Regions from separate parts of the Mus musculus genome. Here region 1 is linked to region 2. The links are chromatin contacts, called in public HiCAR-type maps. All regions are on one chromosome and are shown on one strand. The core of a region is the stretch at or near the end of the contact, and the rest is flanking DNA. Distances in the headings are between cores, read along the strand shown.

Evidence for each region. HiCAR-type assays count read pairs that join an accessible place to other places.
Region 1: a contact with region 2 is called in a HiCAR-type map of astrocytes, with 2.6 times the contacts expected there. The contact joins the promoter of Mrpl50 here to the promoter of Tgfbr1 in region 2. A contact is called at or near these places in 2 of 39 promoter capture datasets (liver and pre-B cells) and 1 of 115 datasets of contacts at active chromatin or transcription factors (astrocytes).

The regions. Positions count from the first base shown.
Region 1 is chr4:49,517,561-49,523,071 of GRCm38.p6, reverse strand. It overlaps Mrpl50 (mitochondrial ribosomal protein L50), which reads left to right and starts at 1,989. Exons shown (of 2, transcript NM_178603.4): 1 at 1,989-2,110. The coding sequence starts at 2,019. It overlaps Zfp189 (zinc finger protein 189), which reads right to left and starts at 1,896. Exons shown (of 3, transcript NM_145547.3): 1 at 1,477-1,896; 2 at 590-674. The coding sequence starts at 1,509.
Region 2 is chr4:47,351,412-47,356,650 of GRCm38.p6, reverse strand. Tgfbr1 (transforming growth factor, beta receptor I) reads right to left here and starts at 3,429. Exons shown (of 9, transcript NM_009370.3): 1 at 3,255-3,429. The coding sequence starts at 3,339. Gm32435 (a long non-coding RNA gene) reads left to right here. Exons shown (of 3, transcript XR_390551.4): 3 at 2,413-4,337.

The sequences.
Region 1 (5,511 bases), core at 740-3,239, 2.2 Mb before region 2:
AGTGGGAGTGGGAGGGTCGTGACAGATGATGATAAACAGGAGCACTGGGGGAAACAGGACTGCTGACCCCACATGAGGACATGCTCCTGGAAGGTGGAAAAATAAATGCTTTGGGACAAGCACTGGGAGAGCTGGGAGAACACTTAACTTCTGCCTCCCAGTCCTGAGACAAAGCAAGAGGAAGGAGGACCCGGGAGAATGAGCAGCCCCCACTTGAAGGTCTGCCAGAGAAGTGGTGTGCTCGGCTCTGTGCCAGCTTTCAGTGTAGGCCGGAGCGGTAAGGAACACTGTGTGATGAGCAGCCCAGGCTCCAGAAGGCAGAGTGAAAAGAGGGTGGGAGGAGAGCCGTGGGAAGATGAACCGGGAAGGAAAGTACAGAGCCAACAGAGCCGTCTGGGAATGAGATTCTGAAGCTGCCAAAGCCAGCCTTTGCTAACAAGGAAGCGAGGGAGACCAGAGTTGTAGAAAGATCCGAATCAGAAGGTTGGGACAAAATAGTGCTGGTGTCAGTTACACTGCTTGACGCATTCTGGGTTTAAGTGTTAGTACCTTATTAGATATTTTAGTTAGAAAAAGCGTGCATTCTTACCCAGCGAGACCAGCTTTCCGTAGCTGTCCATCATGACATCTTTATACAGGCTTCTCGGAGCTGGATCCAGATAACCCCACTCCTCCTGAGTAAGAAACATAGCCATAGCCTCAAATGTCAGCCACTGCTGGAATTGTTTTCTCTCTGTAGTCAGTTCCAGTGGTCTCTCCACTGAAAGTGGGAGAAGTTATTGTCACTTTACCATGCTCCCATTCACTAGGAGGAACACGGTAAGTAAGAGTTCCAAAAGGTGCTCAATTCATGGCACCTCACACTGAAAAGGATCTGGACTGGTCTAGATCCACGCCTTCCAAACTGAAGGTCTTCTCTGCTTTCGTTATTACACACTAATACCACGACTGTTTTTAGTTAACAGCCTTAAGACCACCCCAACGTTCCCTGGCCTCACTGTTCGCCCCAAGCTTCTACCCACACCAGCTTGGGACCCAATTCGACGCAGTTCCATTAGGTTTTCTAAACACTCACCTTGAGTTCAGACATTGTGCTAGCTGCAGAGGACAGACGAGATTTAAAAAAAAAAAAGAAGAAAAGAAAGAAAAAAGTGCCTCACCTGAGAAACTCATAAATGAGATCTAACTTGGAGCAGTCTTAATTTTCCCCAGCCGATTTATCAAGTTACTCTTGAAAAAAAGAAAAAAAGAAAGAAAGGAAAAAAGAAAAAGGGGCCTTGGGGAGTTTGTAAGTGAACTAAAAGCACCTTGCAGCAAGGGGTATGTCCCGCAGCAAGGGGTACACAGGAGTTGACTGGGGTCCTTTCTTAAGAGTTGTAGAAATGGCCAGGAGGGGGACAGGGGAAGAGGTGATGGCGCGGCCTTGCTGTCTTGGGAGTGGCGAAATAACGGAGATCTCTTGAAAGGGCAACTCACCTTTGGCTCCAGCGGTGGGCTTGGGGACGCCATCGCCTCGTTCAGGAATAGCAGCCACACGACATTGGGGCTCTGATGAGGCCTAGATGGCTGTTGGAAATAAGGCTCGGCGAGAAGGGGCTCACCGGATGGGTCTGGTGTGGTCCTGCCTCTGTCTCGGAGCGGTCAAGTTCCTAGGGGCATATCAGACGTTCTGTCTGGCTGTCCTCCAACCCCAAACCCAGTCCTCTGTCCCGCTGCCTAGCCTTAGGGTCTCCCTGTAATATCTCCTCCTTGTTGCCAATTCCTCCGCCTCAAAGTCAAGCTGCACTACTACCGACCACCCCCGGACCAGAAGGCGTTACCCGGAGCCTTCGCGGAACCGCTCCAACTACAACTCCCAACATGCCCAGGGAGCGAGCCACCGCCTTCTTCCGTAAATGGCAAGCGAACTACATTTCCCGGAATGCATAGGTCTGGGCAACGTCAGGGGCCGCTGAAGTAAGCTCTCATCTGATTGGCTGAGTCGGGCACGTCTGGCGCTCTTGGGTTGCTTGTCGAGAATGGCGGCGCTGATCGTGTCTCGGTTAGCAAGAAGAGGCTGGCTGTGGAAGCTTCCCTTGGCAACACGTAGAGAATTTTGGTCTCGATCCAGGTAAATCTGAGTGTTTCTCAATGGTCTAAGTTCCACGTAAGTAATCAGAAGCGGAGGGGACGAGTTCAGAGGGTTAAGATGGGACCCTGGTCCTGAGCCTTCAGGAGTTAGCGTGGAGTAGGGATCCGAGCTAAAAGCTTACGTTTCTGCGATTGGCAGGACCGCTTCTAACGGCAACACGGTGCGCTTTCCCAGATTTCACTGATGCATACAACAAATAGTTTCTAAATGCCTTCCGTGTCTCTAAGTGTGTACCCAGCAGTACTCTCTTTCCCACGCTTTAGTTCCACACGGGAGGGAACTGAGGCCCACTGAAGAGAAGCACGCACATGGTGGATCCAGAAGCCCCGTGACTTAACTGCTTATCCACAGTTTTCCTCACTGCATCCTGTGGGATCTATGTATATTACTTAGATAATATTTAGGGCCTGAAAATTTAACCGCTGGGACCTCAGAGAACAACGAACGTATTAAGTTAGAAGTTTGAATCCTCACCCCATGTATTAACTCTAACCTTTCCCTGGTTAGTGTCAGATGTCCCAAGTTCATTTCTTTTTTTTTTCACTCAACAGATATTTTAGTGTTTACTATATGATAAATATTAAAGATAAAGTGGTTAATTAGACCAAATCTTTGTCCTCATAGGAGAAGGGGGGCAGTTGGTGATAAACTGTTCATTTTTCAGGTAACCGTTCTTTAAGGTGTAAATGGATGTAGTGATGTATATTCACATAGAGGAGAGATTTCAGCAGTCAGGCCAATCCCACCTTTTTACATCCCTTTTTGCGTTCTGTTTGTTTGTTTTGTTTATTGTCAATCATCATAGCTCTGTGTTAGAATTTTAAATCTTGAAGCATAATTTCTTCCATGTTTTTCTTGCTCATGATTGCTGCAGCTATTCGTAATTTAAGATTGCTCTTTATGTCTTTGGGAAAAGCCATTCGATTTTTTTGAGTTAAGTATTTAAGTAGTGCAGACATGGAACAGTCATTGAACATGGACTGTCTCTTCATTTATATGTGTGTTTTCTGTTTCTTTCATGGATGGTTTAGAGTTTTAGAGTATAGATCTTTAACCTGCTTGGTTATTTTTTCCTAAATATTTTTTTCCTGCTGTTATAAACAAACCAGATTTCTTGATCATTTGGGGGGGGGTGATTTATTATTTCTCTAGAGAAACCACTGATTTTATTGAGGATTTATTTTATTTATGTCCATATGTGTATGTATAAATATATGTGTGCTGATACTCTCGGAGGACAGAAGAGGGCGTCAGATCCCCTGAGTTTGGTGTTACAAGAGATTGTGAGCTAGCAGCCTGAGGTGGGTGCTGAGGACTGCACTCTGGAAGAGCAGCGAGTTCTCTTAACTTCTGAGCTCAAAGCTCTCCAGCCCTCGACTTCTGACTCTTTATTAAATGTCTCTGATTGCTATTGACTGGCGGAGGCTTTGTATTCTTTCTTGGTTTAGGGTTATATGTACCTGGGATCTTTAACTGCTTCTTTTAGGTTCTGCAGCCTGTAAAGCTCCTTCTTGTAACTTTTTATTTGTGAAACATCTCTTGTATCGCCGTATATTTCTGATTTTAATTACATGAGGTTTTGAGGTTTTCTGTATTAGCCCTTAGTTTTGTTGGTTTCTTTTTATGAGATTTGTGTCTGCTCTGCTCTTTATGATTGCTTTTGTTTTGCTAACTTTGGGATTTACATTTTTTTCTTTTTTTTTTTTTTTTAGTTTCATGTGGTTCAATATTAAGTTGCTTAAAATCTTTAATGATGTAGTCATTTATTACTATAAATTCACCTTAGTGCTGGCTTTCTTTTTATGTTTGTTATTGTCTTTGTTAGGGTTTCTATTGTGATTAAAATACCATGACCTAAGCAACTTGAGGAGGAAGGAGTGTTAGAAATAAGCGTCACGGTTCTAAATAAATCACACCGTGCAGCAGGTCTCACATGGGAGGTTTATTGGGAGGGGGTCAGAGGCAGCCTTTGGGAGAGTGTGGAAGGAAAGAGAGAGGGGGGCAGGGTGAATAGACACAGCAGGAGCCAGCAGCTACACTGTCTTCTAGAGAGGACATGTCTCTTCTCTGGGTCTGAGAGCTGCCTGTAAAGACACCTGATTGCTGTGAAGTCGCTTCCAGTTGTTCATGGGTGTGCCTGATACTAACAAGGGGTTTATTTTATTTTACAGCTTGGGGTCAGTCCATCATCTGGGGAAGTCAGGCCAGGCTCTCAAAACAGGAACCTTGGAGGCAGGAACTATGTAGAGACCATGGAGCAGTGCTGCATTCTGGCTTGCTTCTGTGTAACTTGCTCTACTTGATTTCTTTTAGCACACAGGACCACCAGACTAAGTGTGGCACCACCCAAGGTGACCTGTGCACTCCCACATTAATTATTAATCATTAAAATACCTCGGGCACAGGCTGGCCCATGGGCCAGTCTTGTGGGGGCCTTTCCTTAAGTGAGATTGATTCCCTTTCCCCAGATGACTCTAGCTGTGCCAAGGTGACAGAAAAGTAGCCAGCACTGTTATGTTATACATTTTCACCCAACTCAAGATATTGTGTCTGTGTGTGTGATTGTGTATGTGTTGTGTGTGTGAAGTTGAGTGTTTTCTTCAGGCATGCCCTGCTTTATAGTTTAAGACATGGTCTCTCATTAAACCTGGAGCCCTATGACTTGACTAGACTAGCCAGCCCTGAGACCTCCTTTCCAGTTTTCTGACTACAAACATGTACACATTCTGTTAATTTTCTCTCCTGGATGCTGAGTATTGAACACAGTCCTGATGTTTGGTTGTTTTGGTTTCTATTGATGAGACTCCATGACCACAGCAACTCAACTCTTTTCTTTTCTTTTCTTTTCCTTTTCTCTTCTCTTCTCTTCTCTTCTCTTCTTTTCTTTTCTTTTCTTTTCTTTTTTCTTCTTTATTGGATATTTTCTTTATTTATATTTCAAATGTTATCCCATTTCCTGGTTCCCCCTCCCCTGAGATACCCTATCCCCTCCCCCTCCCCCTGTTTCTATGAGGGTGTTCCCCCATCCACTCCCACCTCCCCACCCTGCCATTCCCCTACACTGAGACATCCATCAACCTTTCACAGGACCAAGGGCCTCTCCTCTAATTGATGCCCGACAAGGTCATCCTCTGCTATGCTGCTGGAGCCATGGGACCCTCCATGTATACTCCTTGGTTGGTTTAGTCTCTGGGAGCTCTGGAGTCTGGTTGGTTGATATTGTTGTTCTTCCTATGGGGTTGCAACCCCTTTCGCTCCTTCAGTCCTTTCTCTAACTCCTCCATTGGGGACCTCATGCTCAGTCTAATGGTTGGCTGCATGCATCTGCATCTGTATTTGTCAGGCTCTGGCAGAGCCTCTTAGGAGACAGCTATATCAGG
Region 2 (5,239 bases), core at 2,180-4,679:
ATACAGTTAGTTAACAATGCAGGATAGTAACAATGGATAACACAAACTTTTTAATACTATATACTTCCAAGAGATGGAATTCAAAGAAAGCCAAATGAACACTATCTAGAATATCAGGTCTGAGAAGTTCTGTCCTCAAATTCCTACAAAAGAGATAAAATGAAGCATGCAGCAAAGACTGAAGAGTCAGGAACTAGTGGGAAAGCAGCTATCACTAGAACTCAGGAGTTTGCAGTCCTGAGACATCTTTCCAATGGAACAATCGTAATTCCTAGCCTCACATGGGAAACCTTCAAACCTCACTGGAAAATCCAGGATAGTTTGGCATCTGTTCATACAAAATCCTCCATGACAGAACACAACAAAAACCATGTAGATTTAGGGGATAACTAGCAGTACTAAGCTGGTAGTTGCTCAGCAAGAGAGGATGTTAGGGACTTTTTCCAAGAAAGCCCTGAAATTGCAGGCAGCAAACAGCATTCTAACAAGTGATGCAAATATAAACAAGTAATATTGTGTATTTGTCCAGGGATAAGGGATCAATTTCCCTACAAAAATCTATATTGGAGAAAACATATGCTAGCAGAGAAATATAAATAACAGACAGTAAAGAGCAATTTCAAGTTTTAAGAGAAGCTAAATTATAAAGAAAAGCTGTGCATTTCTTCAGAATGTATAAAAGGCTACACTGAAACAACCTAACGAAATGAGACAAGGTGAACTTATCTAGGTCTAGCGTCTTCTTTTTGGGGGGTGGGGTTGAGATAAGACCTCTATATTATGATGTCCTAGAACTCACTATGAGATCAGAATCTGCTGAGTGCTGAGATTAAAGGCATGAGCCACAGTGCCCTGCAGGCCATAGCTTAAACTGATTCCTAATTCCACATAGAGATGCTGGGTCATATAACAATCTGGCAACAGTAAAGGACTTGTGAATGTATAACACCCCAAAATTAATTCAAAATCAACTGAGTAATGAATCTGAGGTGTTTCTGGCAATCCATGCTTATGTTGCAAGATGCAACTTCACTACAGTCTTGGTTCTAAACACACATGCTATCGTGCTATGCAGTGCTAACACAGTCCAGACTATTATTTTATGAGTTTTAATGTTTTTATTGAATATACAAAGTTTTCTATTCTTCCAGAAACATACACAAACTACAGAAAAGACTTTCATTCCTCATGTATATCAAAGTGGTATATCCTTGACCAATTGTATTGTGTTAAAATGTCTGATTTTAAAAACTGCTGTTTAAGTTGCTGACTTAAATTTCATTTTAAAAATTATTACATAAATCTCATCTTGTGATTAAGATAGAATTGCAACAATTTCTGAAATGGTCCTAAACATCTGTAATTATGTGGAGTCGCCAGCACTGGATGATTCAGTTCTTTAAGAAAAAATAAACTCACCCATCTCATTACTACAGAAATGTGCTTTAATCTTTAATAAATGGTAAAACTGTATATACCAATGAATTGTTTTAAAATAATTTTATTTATGCTCTATTATCAGTACATTTGATTTATATACCCATCTTTTACATTTTGTATGTGACTCATGGGCACATACAATCTTTTGAGAAAAGAGGGTGGCAAATGGGGAAAGTTTATGAAGTACTAGTCTAGGTTTTGAGCAATAAAAACATCTAGGCTAATTTTGTATTACATCATTGCCTAAGTAGGCTATAAAGTCCTCCAGGACATGAACCAGCCTTCTCAGCATCCACGTCAATACTGCTAAATGCATGAACGTGTCCTGCTTTGTTTTAGGTAGAAAAGAATTAATTACTTTACCCAAATAACTGTTAGATATGGTCACTTATAGTTGATGCATAATTATAACAATTCTCCCACTTTGTCCACCATTATTTCCTTCCTAAGCCAATGTCAAAAACCCATTGTATCTTCTACTGTAGACCTATGTAAAGAGAATGTTCAAGTAAACTAAGAAACTGATGGCTAAGTTATGTTATCAAATATCAACTGTTCTTTAAGTGAGTCATGCTACTTTGGTGTAACAGGTGCACAGATTTTGAACCCTGAAAGCCTAAGTGCAAATCCTAATTTCTGCACTTACTAAGAACTTAATCTTCTGCACCTCAGTTTTCATGTCAATATACAGGACAAATACTGGTACTGCGAGGGTTCTGATACTGTGTCTTTTACATCTGCATTATAATCAACTCCCAATAAACAGTAACTATTAAGTTTAATCATAGTTGGCATCCACAGTCTGGAGAGACTTTTGTTTTGGCTTGTTTTGCTTTTTAAAATGTTGTTATCCAATTTCCGCAACAAAAATGTATTTTCACTGTATGCAGGTTGCTAATGCCGAGCCTCAGTATTTTGCTTTCTCCTATTTTAATTGGTTCCTGACAAAGTTTTTTTCAATCTTCCCTCCAGAGGTGACAACCAGTATCACGACCGGCTTTAATATTTTGGGAAACCACACATTTCCCTTCAAACCCCAGCTACACAGAGGTCTGGTTTTAAAACTACCGCTTAGGGAAATGATACACCCAAAGCAACGATCCCCTCGAGAAAAGGAATAATTTGATCAATTCTACAGAACCGTTCCCATTCAAACGTTCCCAAATCTGCAGAGTGAGCAAACGTTCAAGTTTCTACTAGCAAGAAGACAATCTGCAGCCTTCTGGTTACTGGACTCTGAACTCTTCCCAGACTCACGAAGCGAGAACATTCCGCGCATCTTCGCGCCTGCTTCTCACACAAAGCCCCTGGTTGAAGAAAAGTCGCCCTAGGCGGGCGTCGGCACTCACGGCGGTGCGGCCCACCCGGGGTCTCTGCCCACGGCGCCCCTTTCGACCCTCCGGGGAGCCCTCCAAGCGCCCGGCCCCGGAGCGCCTCCACGCCGGTGCCCGCCCACGCCCCAACAGCTTCAGGCCGGGGCGCATTTAGGCAGTGGAATCAGGGGGCCACGGTCCCGGCCGGCCTCGCACCCCTAAGGGCAGCCCCCGACCTCGGCAGGCTCGCCAGCCGCTGCCCCCCGGGAGCCCAAGAGGGCCGGCCTCTGCTCGGTGCTCCGCCACCCGCGCTCGACACCGCCCCCGCCCCGCCTCTCCTCCCCGCCCCGGCTCGCGTGGCGCCTGCCGGGTCAGGAGCGCCCGGCCGGCCGGGCGCCGCCACCTGCGCCCCCGGCCCCGCGCCATGTTTGAGAAAGAGCTGAAGCGAGCCAGAGGCCCGGCCCGGCCCGCGCGCCCCGCAGCCACCCGCCCGCCACTCACCCTTCGCCCCCGGGAGCAGCGTCGCCGCCGCCACCAACACGATGAGGAGCTGCGGACGACGTGGAGCAGCGGCCGCCGCCTCCATGGTCCCGCCGCCACTGTTTGTGGCCCGGCCCGGCCCCGGCCGCAGCTTCTCCTCAGGAAGCCTCGCCCCTCCTCGCCCCACCTCCCCGCCGCCGCCGCGGCCTCGCTCCGGCCCTTTGTAACTGCTCGAGGGGCGTACGCCCATTGGCTGCCCGGCTCCCGCCGACCCCGCCTCCCCCGCCGCCCGCGAGCGCCCTAGCGGGACCTAGCCGAGAGCCCCGCCCGCGGGGCCCTGGGCTACCAATGAGCGGCCGTGGGTTTCTGCCTCTAACCACGCCCCCGCACTGCTGGGCCTCTGACCACGCCCCCTCACCGCTGGGCGCCTTTACTCCAGCCACAGCGGGCAGCTCGCGCTCCCGCGGCGGGTGGGGGCAGGGTCCCAGTCTGCGCGCCCGAGGGAGCCCACGGTCCCGACTGAGCGCAGGGTGTGCCTGTGAGAGTTGCTCAGGGAAAGACTGTGACCGTTGCACGCTCTTTTCTTCTACTCCAACCCCACCCTGACTTCCCCTGCACAGTCCTGCACCCGCAAAACCCAACTCTCGCCACTCGGACCCTCAATATTGTCCGGGGTTCAACTTCCCCCACCCTAGACCCGCGGCTTCCAGCCTCCCCGCAAAGACAGTCCGATTTCTTTCTGCACTCCACGTCCGCCCCAGACCTCGTCGTCCTCTCCCCAAATTCCAGTCTCAAAGTCGGAGCCCAGTTTCGGAATCCCAAGGTGGAGCTCAGACACACCCCCGAGTGGCCTCTGTGTCTCGGCACCGTAAAAAGACCCAGACTAAGGGTCCCCGCCGCCCTCCTTCCCTCCCACCTTTGCTGTCCCCGCGTGGAAGCGGAGAGGCCCACGGGTTTCGAAGGAGGGAGGATTGCCCTACGAAGAAGCATCCCGCCCCGGGGCGAAGCGGGAGCAGTCATAGGTACTTTGAGTTGTCTCCGACACTCCTGTGTAATAATTTCGAGGTGTCACTAAAAACCCAAATAAACTCAGCTCCGCTTTCATTCTGAATTCCTAATTTACTGTGAGACGCTCCACCCACCTTCCCTCTGGGACGCCAAAATGAGCTCCAGATTTGTAATTCTTCCTGTCAGACTAGTCCTTTCTTCAGACACAAACACAGTCACGGAGGCGGCCGCATGGCACCGACAGCATTTTTCCGCAGAACCTTTTAAGGAGAAAATGTTATTTTCTGTGTGATTTGAACTCGGAATTAAATAAAGCTCCGTAGTAGGAATCAGCCGGCCTCTAGTAGCTGTTGGTAAATTGCTTTATAGCCACTTTCCAAGAGTTTGATCCTGCTTATGAAAGCAAACCGTGGGGGCTAAGAGCTGGGGTCTGAGACTGCTCCTCGGCTCCAGCTAGGACACGCTTCAGCAAGTCCTCAACCTGCCAGAACCTGAACAGGCCTGCTCTCTGGGACTCCAGAACCATCAGTTCCTGCCTCCCCTGGCTCCCCTGGCCCCCCTGGCTCAAATGCCCTGAGGTTACAGGGACTAAATTTGACCAGCTTCTAATGAAATCTCTCTGGGAGATATAAAGAGCCTGACACACCTAAAATCTCCAGTGACTGCCCCCGCCTCACCCCCACCCCTAAAGCCTTGTACTTCCTAGGCAAGTACTCTACTCATAAGCTATACCCCCAGCTCTTGTGCTCCTATGTGCACCGTATGCAAGTAGTGCTTGTGGGGTCCAGAAGAGGGCGTCCAATCACTTGGAACTGGAGTGACACCTGGAGTGGAACTGTGAGCCACCTAACAAGGATGCTAAGAACGGAACCACTTCCTCTGCAAGAGCAGCAGTCTCTTAACTATTAACCTATCTCTCCGGCCCCCAGCCCTTGGTTTTTAAAGATGGGGGTCTCACTATGCAAACCAGGCTAGACTGAAACTCGGAATCCTCCTTC